Regions from separate parts of the Bos taurus genome. Here region 1 is linked to region 2. Evidence: chromatin contacts called from public Hi-C data. All regions are on one chromosome and are shown on one strand. Each heading gives the region's core, a stretch centred on a gene start, on an enhancer-like site or on the middle of the called end of the contact. The rest is flanking DNA. Distances are from core to core; before and after follow the strand shown.

What was found. Hi-C and Micro-C count contacts between places; a contact is called where the count stands out from the background.
Region 1: a Hi-C map of liver shows a contact between it and region 2, with 1.9 times the contacts expected there. The contact joins the promoter of CCR7 here to the promoter of TOP2A in region 2. A contact is called at or near these places in 3 of 11 Hi-C or Micro-C datasets (liver, skeletal muscle and skin fibroblasts).

What each region holds. Positions count from the first base shown.
Region 1 is chr19:40,784,677-40,788,060 of ARS-UCD2.0, reverse strand. CCR7 (C-C motif chemokine receptor 7) reads left to right here and starts at 1,641. Exons shown (of 3, transcript NM_001024930.3): 1 at 1,641-1,702. The coding sequence starts at 1,693.
Region 2 is chr19:40,651,810-40,655,075 of ARS-UCD2.0, reverse strand. It overlaps TOP2A (DNA topoisomerase II alpha), which reads left to right and starts at 1,785. Exons shown (of 35, transcript XM_015458846.3): 1 at 1,785-1,909; 2 at 2,766-2,921; 3 at 3,120-3,210. The coding sequence starts at 1,889.

The DNA.
Region 1 (3,384 bases), core at 392-2,891, 130 kb before region 2:
GCCAGGCTCATCTATCTATGGGATTTCTCAGGCAAGAACACTGGAGTGGGTTGCCATTTCCTTTCCCAGGGGATCTTCCCAACCCAGGAATTGAGCCCATGTCTCCTGCATTGGCAAGCGGATTCTTTACCACTGAGCCATCAGGGAAGCCCACAAATGGCCAACATGCATATGAAAGGCACTCGCCATCATTAGTCATTAGGATAACACAAAGCAAAACCACTTCACACCCACTAGGATGGCTAGAACCAAAAAAAAAAAAAAATAGAGAACAGGTTTTGTTGAGGATGTAGAACCTTCGTACATTGCTGATGAGAATGAAAAATGGTGAGGCCACTTTGGGAAAAGCTTGACAGTTCCTTGAAATGTTAAACATGTAGTTGCAATATTACCCAACATTTTCACTCGTAGGCATGTTCTCTAGAGAAAAAGAAGCATGCGTCCACACAAAAACTTGTATATGAATTCCTAGCACCATTATTCATTATAGCCCCAAACTGGAAACAACCCCAACGTCCAGCTCATCATGGATAAACCAAATGGAGTATATGCATGCAATGGAATATTATCGAGACATAAAAAGGAATGAAGTATCGTTATATATGACAACATGAGTGAACCTTGAAATCATTATGCTAAGTGAAAGAAGCCAGACACAAAGACCATATAGCGAATAGTTCTATTTATGAGAAATGTCTAGTATCGGCAAGTCTGTAAAAGACGAAAGTAGACTTGTTGTTACCAGTGGCTGGGGGTGGGGATGGAGGGGATATGGAGAGTCATTTCTAATGAGTAAGGGTTGAGGAGGGGTGGTTTTTCAGGAGGAAGCTATTTTAAATGTTCCAAAATAGACTGTGGTGATGATTGCACAACTCCGTGAATATACCAAAAAAAAAAAAATTCTTTTTGACTGGTACTCTTTAAAAGGGTGAATTTACTTGTGAATTATATCTCAATAAAATTGTACTTAAAAGGAAAAGAAAGAAAGAGGAGAGGAGAGAAAAGAGTAAAGAAAATGAAAGAAAAGAAAAAAGAGGAGAAAAGAGACAACCTGGTCCAATGGCTGACTCATGTTGATGTCCAGCAGAAACCACACAATATCGTAAAGTGATTATCCTCCAATTAAAAATAAATAAATTTCAAAAAAAAGAGAGAGATCCTGGCACATCCCTCCTCTTCTGCTTTCCAACATCTGTCAGTGCCTCCCACTGGCCAAACCTACCCAAAAGCCAGAGGGCAAAGCAGTTTGGGAAATGTAGTCCCCTGTGGCACTGAGTTGGGCAAGGGAAGGATGGGGATGGATCTTTCACTTATCTCCAGCTCCCTGGCATGTGATACCTAGGCTGTAAACATTTATCAAATCAATAAATAGTTTCATTCCCCTGCCTTGGGCGGGGCCCTGAGTCTGCAAGGGGGGCTTCCTGAATGTAAATGACCCAATGATTCATGATCCTATGACCACTGAGTGGGCTGTCACTCTCTTTCACCTTCTCATACCCTTCACACTCTTGGGTCCCAGGAAGCCACCTGAGTCCAGAGCCTGAGTGAGGCCGGACTAGTGGGAGGAGCGGGGATGGGAGGGGCAGGGGAGAGGGTGGCTCCTCTCAAAGCTTAAAAGGGGCTAGAACCACATCCTCCCCAGACAGAGCCCCGGCACAACCTTCCTGTGTGGTTTCAGCCGCCGAGAGAGTCATGGACCTGGGTGAGTGAGCCTCCCCCAAGTGAAAGAGATAGCAGTTACCGGGGTCACTTGGACCGCCAGAATGACTTTGTGGAATGGGGATGGAGGATGGGGTGGAAGGCATGGGGGAGTCTCCCAGAGGGACCAGGTGGTTTTAGTGGGAATCAGTGGCTCCTCCCAGAGAACGTGCTCCCCTGTTCCTCCAGGTACTTCTTTCGGACCTGGGGAAGGGGGTGACCATTGTTACCAAGAATAGTAGGTTCTGCAGAAGGTGCCAGGGCTGGGGTGGTACAGATCTGGACAGCACCTGCTCTGGCTAGCCAGGGGGTGATGGGAAAGGCTATTGGGGGCCCCGTTTCATCAGAGAAATCTTGGAGGGTTCAGGACCCTCCATTCGCCCGCCTATTCCCACCTCTCTCCCAGGCTAAATAGGGCTGAGCTTGTCTGCTTTCTTAGGGTTATGACGAGAGGCAGATTCAAGGTGAGTGCATTGTGTAAATGACACTATACGAGCAACACGAGTTGCACTTATTTTCTCTCTGCTGCACATCCCACGGGGAAGCTGTTGCCTCTTGCCAGTCAAAGGTTGAATGGGCAACACAAAATGAGACCACGAGGGGCCTTCAGCTGAAGTCACAGCCAGGGCCTCCAACTCAGCCCCCAGTCTCACTCACTTTTTCTTCCCGGAGAGATGGCTCTTCCCTTTCCAAAATCCATCCTCTGGTCTAACCTTGGTCTTAACTAGAGGGAGCCAAGGGAAGCCCCAAGCAGGTTCTTAGGGGTTCACCCAGCTCCAGACACCCCATTTACAAATCTCAGCTAAAGTCAGACTGGGCTGAGGCTACAAAGGCCAGGTTCCTGGACGGCTTGTTCTCACCAGCAAACAAACACCACAGCAGCCTCAAAGCCACAAGAGGTTGGCTTTAAAAAGTGAAGGTTCCCTGTTCATCTTCTGCTGTCCTCACACCCCTCCCTATCACACCACAGCCTCTTGCCTTCATGTCGGCTTTTCCCGCCCACTCGGAACCTAGGGTCGACTCAGCAAACAGCTGTCAAAGGGCTAAAGTGGCTGTTGCACCCACCGACCCAGAACTCCTGGAAGGCAGGCTTTGATTCTTGCACCTCTGATTCCCAGGGGCTTTGGAGGTGTGAGCAGAGAAAGGTTTGTGGAATGAATGAATGGCATCAAGAACTCTGATGTTAGTTATTAAAAATAATTTCCCCTCCTTCCAGCAGCCTGCCCACTAATCCCACTTCCCAGACATCTACCCCTACTAACCATGGTACCAGAATGCAGACATTGTCCCCTGGAGACCCCGATCCTGCCCCCCTCTGTTTGACCTCTGTGAAAGAAACCAAGCAGGTCCCCGTGGTGCACTAGTAAAGCCTAGAAAACCGGCTCCCTGATATGTAGTGCTTGCCAATTTCCACGATGTAAATTCTCCCATCATAGCTGATTGCAAGCTGTCAGCCGATTGCAAGCCGTGAAACGACTGAGCAGAGAGTCAGAGAGGGATGCACATCACCGATTCGATGAGCCCGCGAGAGCAGCCACAGCGCAGCACGGAGGGTCCTCCTCCCAAGGACTAGGTTTGGGGTGCTAGACTCACAGGCATTAACAGAGGAGGGAGGTCCCTTTAATGCAGGACATGTCTCCAGTATAAAAGGATGTTGTTACTGCTTCACTCAATTCGAGAGCGCCC
Region 2 (3,266 bases), core at 536-3,035:
CTTTCAAGGTAATCCTCTGTCTTGGGGAAGCTACAGGGAATGACAGGTTTGCCCTGGAGCCCAGGGCCTGGTCAGCCTTCTAGATGGACAGAAGCTACTGAACGGGCTTCCCTACAACTGCTCTGAGACCCTGGTGGTCTGGTGCATTAAGATTGCCTTTCTGTATCAATGCACATGCTTGAGCAGAGTGGAGCTGAAAACACTGGAGACCAGGAAACCAAGAGGATAGGGACCAGAGCAATGCCAAAACCCTATTCCTTTGGCTTTTCCAATTACCCTAGCCTGGCAGGCTACAGTCCATAGGGTTACAAAGAGTCAGACACTACTGAAGTGACTTGGCACATAGCACATGGGCCACTTCCATCCTTGACTTCCTGTCACAACATACTCTCTCCTCACTGGCCTCACTGGCCTCACTGGTCTTCCCTGGGGCTTTGCCAGCAGAGTGGGCGTTGGATACCCTGCAGTGGTTGACTTGGTTTTAGAAGGAAAAAAAGGATTAAGCCCACAAATTTATGCTAACCTAAAGAAAACCCCTGCTTCCTGATTCTGTTAGTCTACTGTTCTAAACACCTTATGTTTACATTCTGTAATCCTCACACTACCCTGAGGTAATGCTGTTATTTTTATTCCCTTTTTTGAGCAGAGGAAAAGAAAGCAACTGAGAAGCTGCCTTCATCAAGACCACACAACTGGTAAAATGCCTAGTCAGGGTTGAAACTCAGGAAATAATGATTGGAAGGAGGTATTAATATTTCTGATGGAATTCGCAGTCACTCAAATTGTGCAGTTTTTTTTTCTAGCATCTTGTGAGGGCAATGACTTTTCTGTCATTTTAACATTGTGGATTGAAGACAGAAAAAAAAACACACACATTTGAACATTTAAACGTCAGAGTAGTAAACATTTCGGTCTTTGGCATTTCCTAGTCAAATATGGACTACAGGGTTCAAGGAATAATACAGAGAAGAGTAAAAGTAACAACTACGAGGACATTCTGCTGGTCGTCTGAGGAAAAAGTTACTGTCTTAGAATGGCACCTAAACCATCCTCGACTCCTGAGGCGGTGACTTTAAATTATCCCCTTTGATTGACAAGTCGCTGTCTCAAGCCGCTCTTTCGGGGGTTTTGAACGCTGGTCTGTTTTATGTGGGCTCTCTATGCCCTGCCATTATACGAAAACCCAAGCTACGTTCACGTACGGCCAAGTATGGCTTTTGTTTCTTCAAAGTTAGGGGTGGGAGGGCCGGCTTTGAGACAGACGCCTGGTTTGCTGAACTGAACCGAATGCCCCGGCTGCTTGTCCAGAAAGCTGGCGCTCAGTTTTCCCAGGAAACGGAGCTAGGACTCCCGTTTCTTTCAAATTAAAAAAAAAAAAAATCAGGATAGAGGACAGTCTTCAGATTTTAGGGATCCCGAAAGAAGACAGCAGCTCCGGGGCATACATATCTTCTCCTTTTTCTTTTCACCCCAACCTGGATCCCACTTCCGCAGCGCATTTTCCAGAGTTACACAGAAAGAACAAACTAGCCCTCCTCATTGGCTAGATTCCCTGTCCGTGCCTCAGCTACGACTCCGAGTGGTGTCTTTTAAAACGGTCTAGTCCCGCCTCCCTCGTCTAATTGGTTCATTCAAAAGGACCAGCTCAGCTGTTTATTGGTGAATATAAAAAACCAGCTCTGATTGGTTTCTCTGGACGGAACTGATGAGAGCGCGTCAACGATTGGCCTATCTGGTTTGGGCGGGCTAGCGGAAGGTTCAAACCGGAGTGGAAGCTCTCTCCTAACCGACGTGCGTCTGTGGAGAAGAGGCTTGCTCAGTGATTGTCTCGAGGGTCCCACCGGTTTAGTCACTTGCAGGGTTCTCGAGCCTCTTCACGACCGTCACCATGGAGGTGTCGCCACTACAGGTACAGCTCGCGGGAGGGGCGCGTCGCGGAGCCTCAGCGCGTCCCGGCATCTCTGCGGCTGCCCGTGAGAGAGGCGTCTGGGTCGTAGTCCGGCCGCCGAGGGCTGGGCGTGGGTTTTCCGCGTCTACTCGGGTCCCCTGGGCTCGGCGTGATCGCGAAGAGACTGAAACCTTTTTCTGGTGCAAGTAGTGAAGTATTGTCGGCTGTACTGGCTTCTAGGGTGCGGCGTTGTGTTTCAGTTTCTAGAGATTCATTTGGTCCCGGTGTAGGTCGATGGCATCGTGGTCCGCATGTAGCTTTACGCGGCACTGAGAGATGCTTTCCTCTCCTACCTGGGGCTGAAAATGGGATTGGACGACCCTGACCTTGGACAGTGCAGAGCAAGGAACACGGTTCCCACTATGGAGCCGGCAGGTCCGAGATGCTCAAAATACGTCCCTCCTGTGTTTAAAACGTTAACGTGTCCAAAGGATGGAATCCTTATCCTCCCGTACTGCTACTGTAGAATCTGTTAAGTGCCTGAGACCTGGTAGGCACTCAGTAGATATGTGTGGAGTATCTGAAAGAAGGGGGTGTGTGCTGTTGATGGCATCTAACGCATGAAAGTATTTCCATGTCAGATACACATGGCAAAATAATACGTCTGTTTAAACTGACACTTGGGGGAACCTGCTGCAGTTAACTTATATTGCCATGTTTGTACAAAACTATGCCAGCTCCATTGATACCTACCAAAAGGCTGTGCGATTTGTTTTGGTGTGTGTAAGCAGACCACTACGATAGGTATTTTGTTTCTGGTTTCTGATAAACCTATGATTCAAAATCCCTTTTCTTTAATTTTTTAAAAAATTGCTAGCCTGTAAATGAAAATATGCAAGTCAGCAAAACAAAGAAAAATGAAGATGCTAAGAAAAGATTGTCTATTGAAAGAATCTATCAAAAGAAAACACAACTGGAACATATCCTGCTCCGCCCAGACACCTACATTGGCTCTGTGGAATCAGTGACCCAGGTAAAATCAGGCTAATTAAGTGTAGTTAAGATGAATACTTTTCCAGGTTAATTTTCTATATTTCATGTACTTTGTCTTCTGGAACTGGCCTAAGCTATCATCTACATTGTCATACTAATTCAGAAGACTTTACAGTAACCATGATAATAAAACAAAGTAGATATATAAAGTAACCGTATTTCTTTTTCTTATTTCCAGCAAATGTGGGTTTATGATGAAGATATTGGCATTAACTATAGGGAAGTCACTTATGTTCCTGGTTTGTACAAAATCTTTGATGAGATTCTAGGTAAGTATATTCTTAATACAAAGATCTACTGGTCAGATGTGAGAAGTATTATTCAT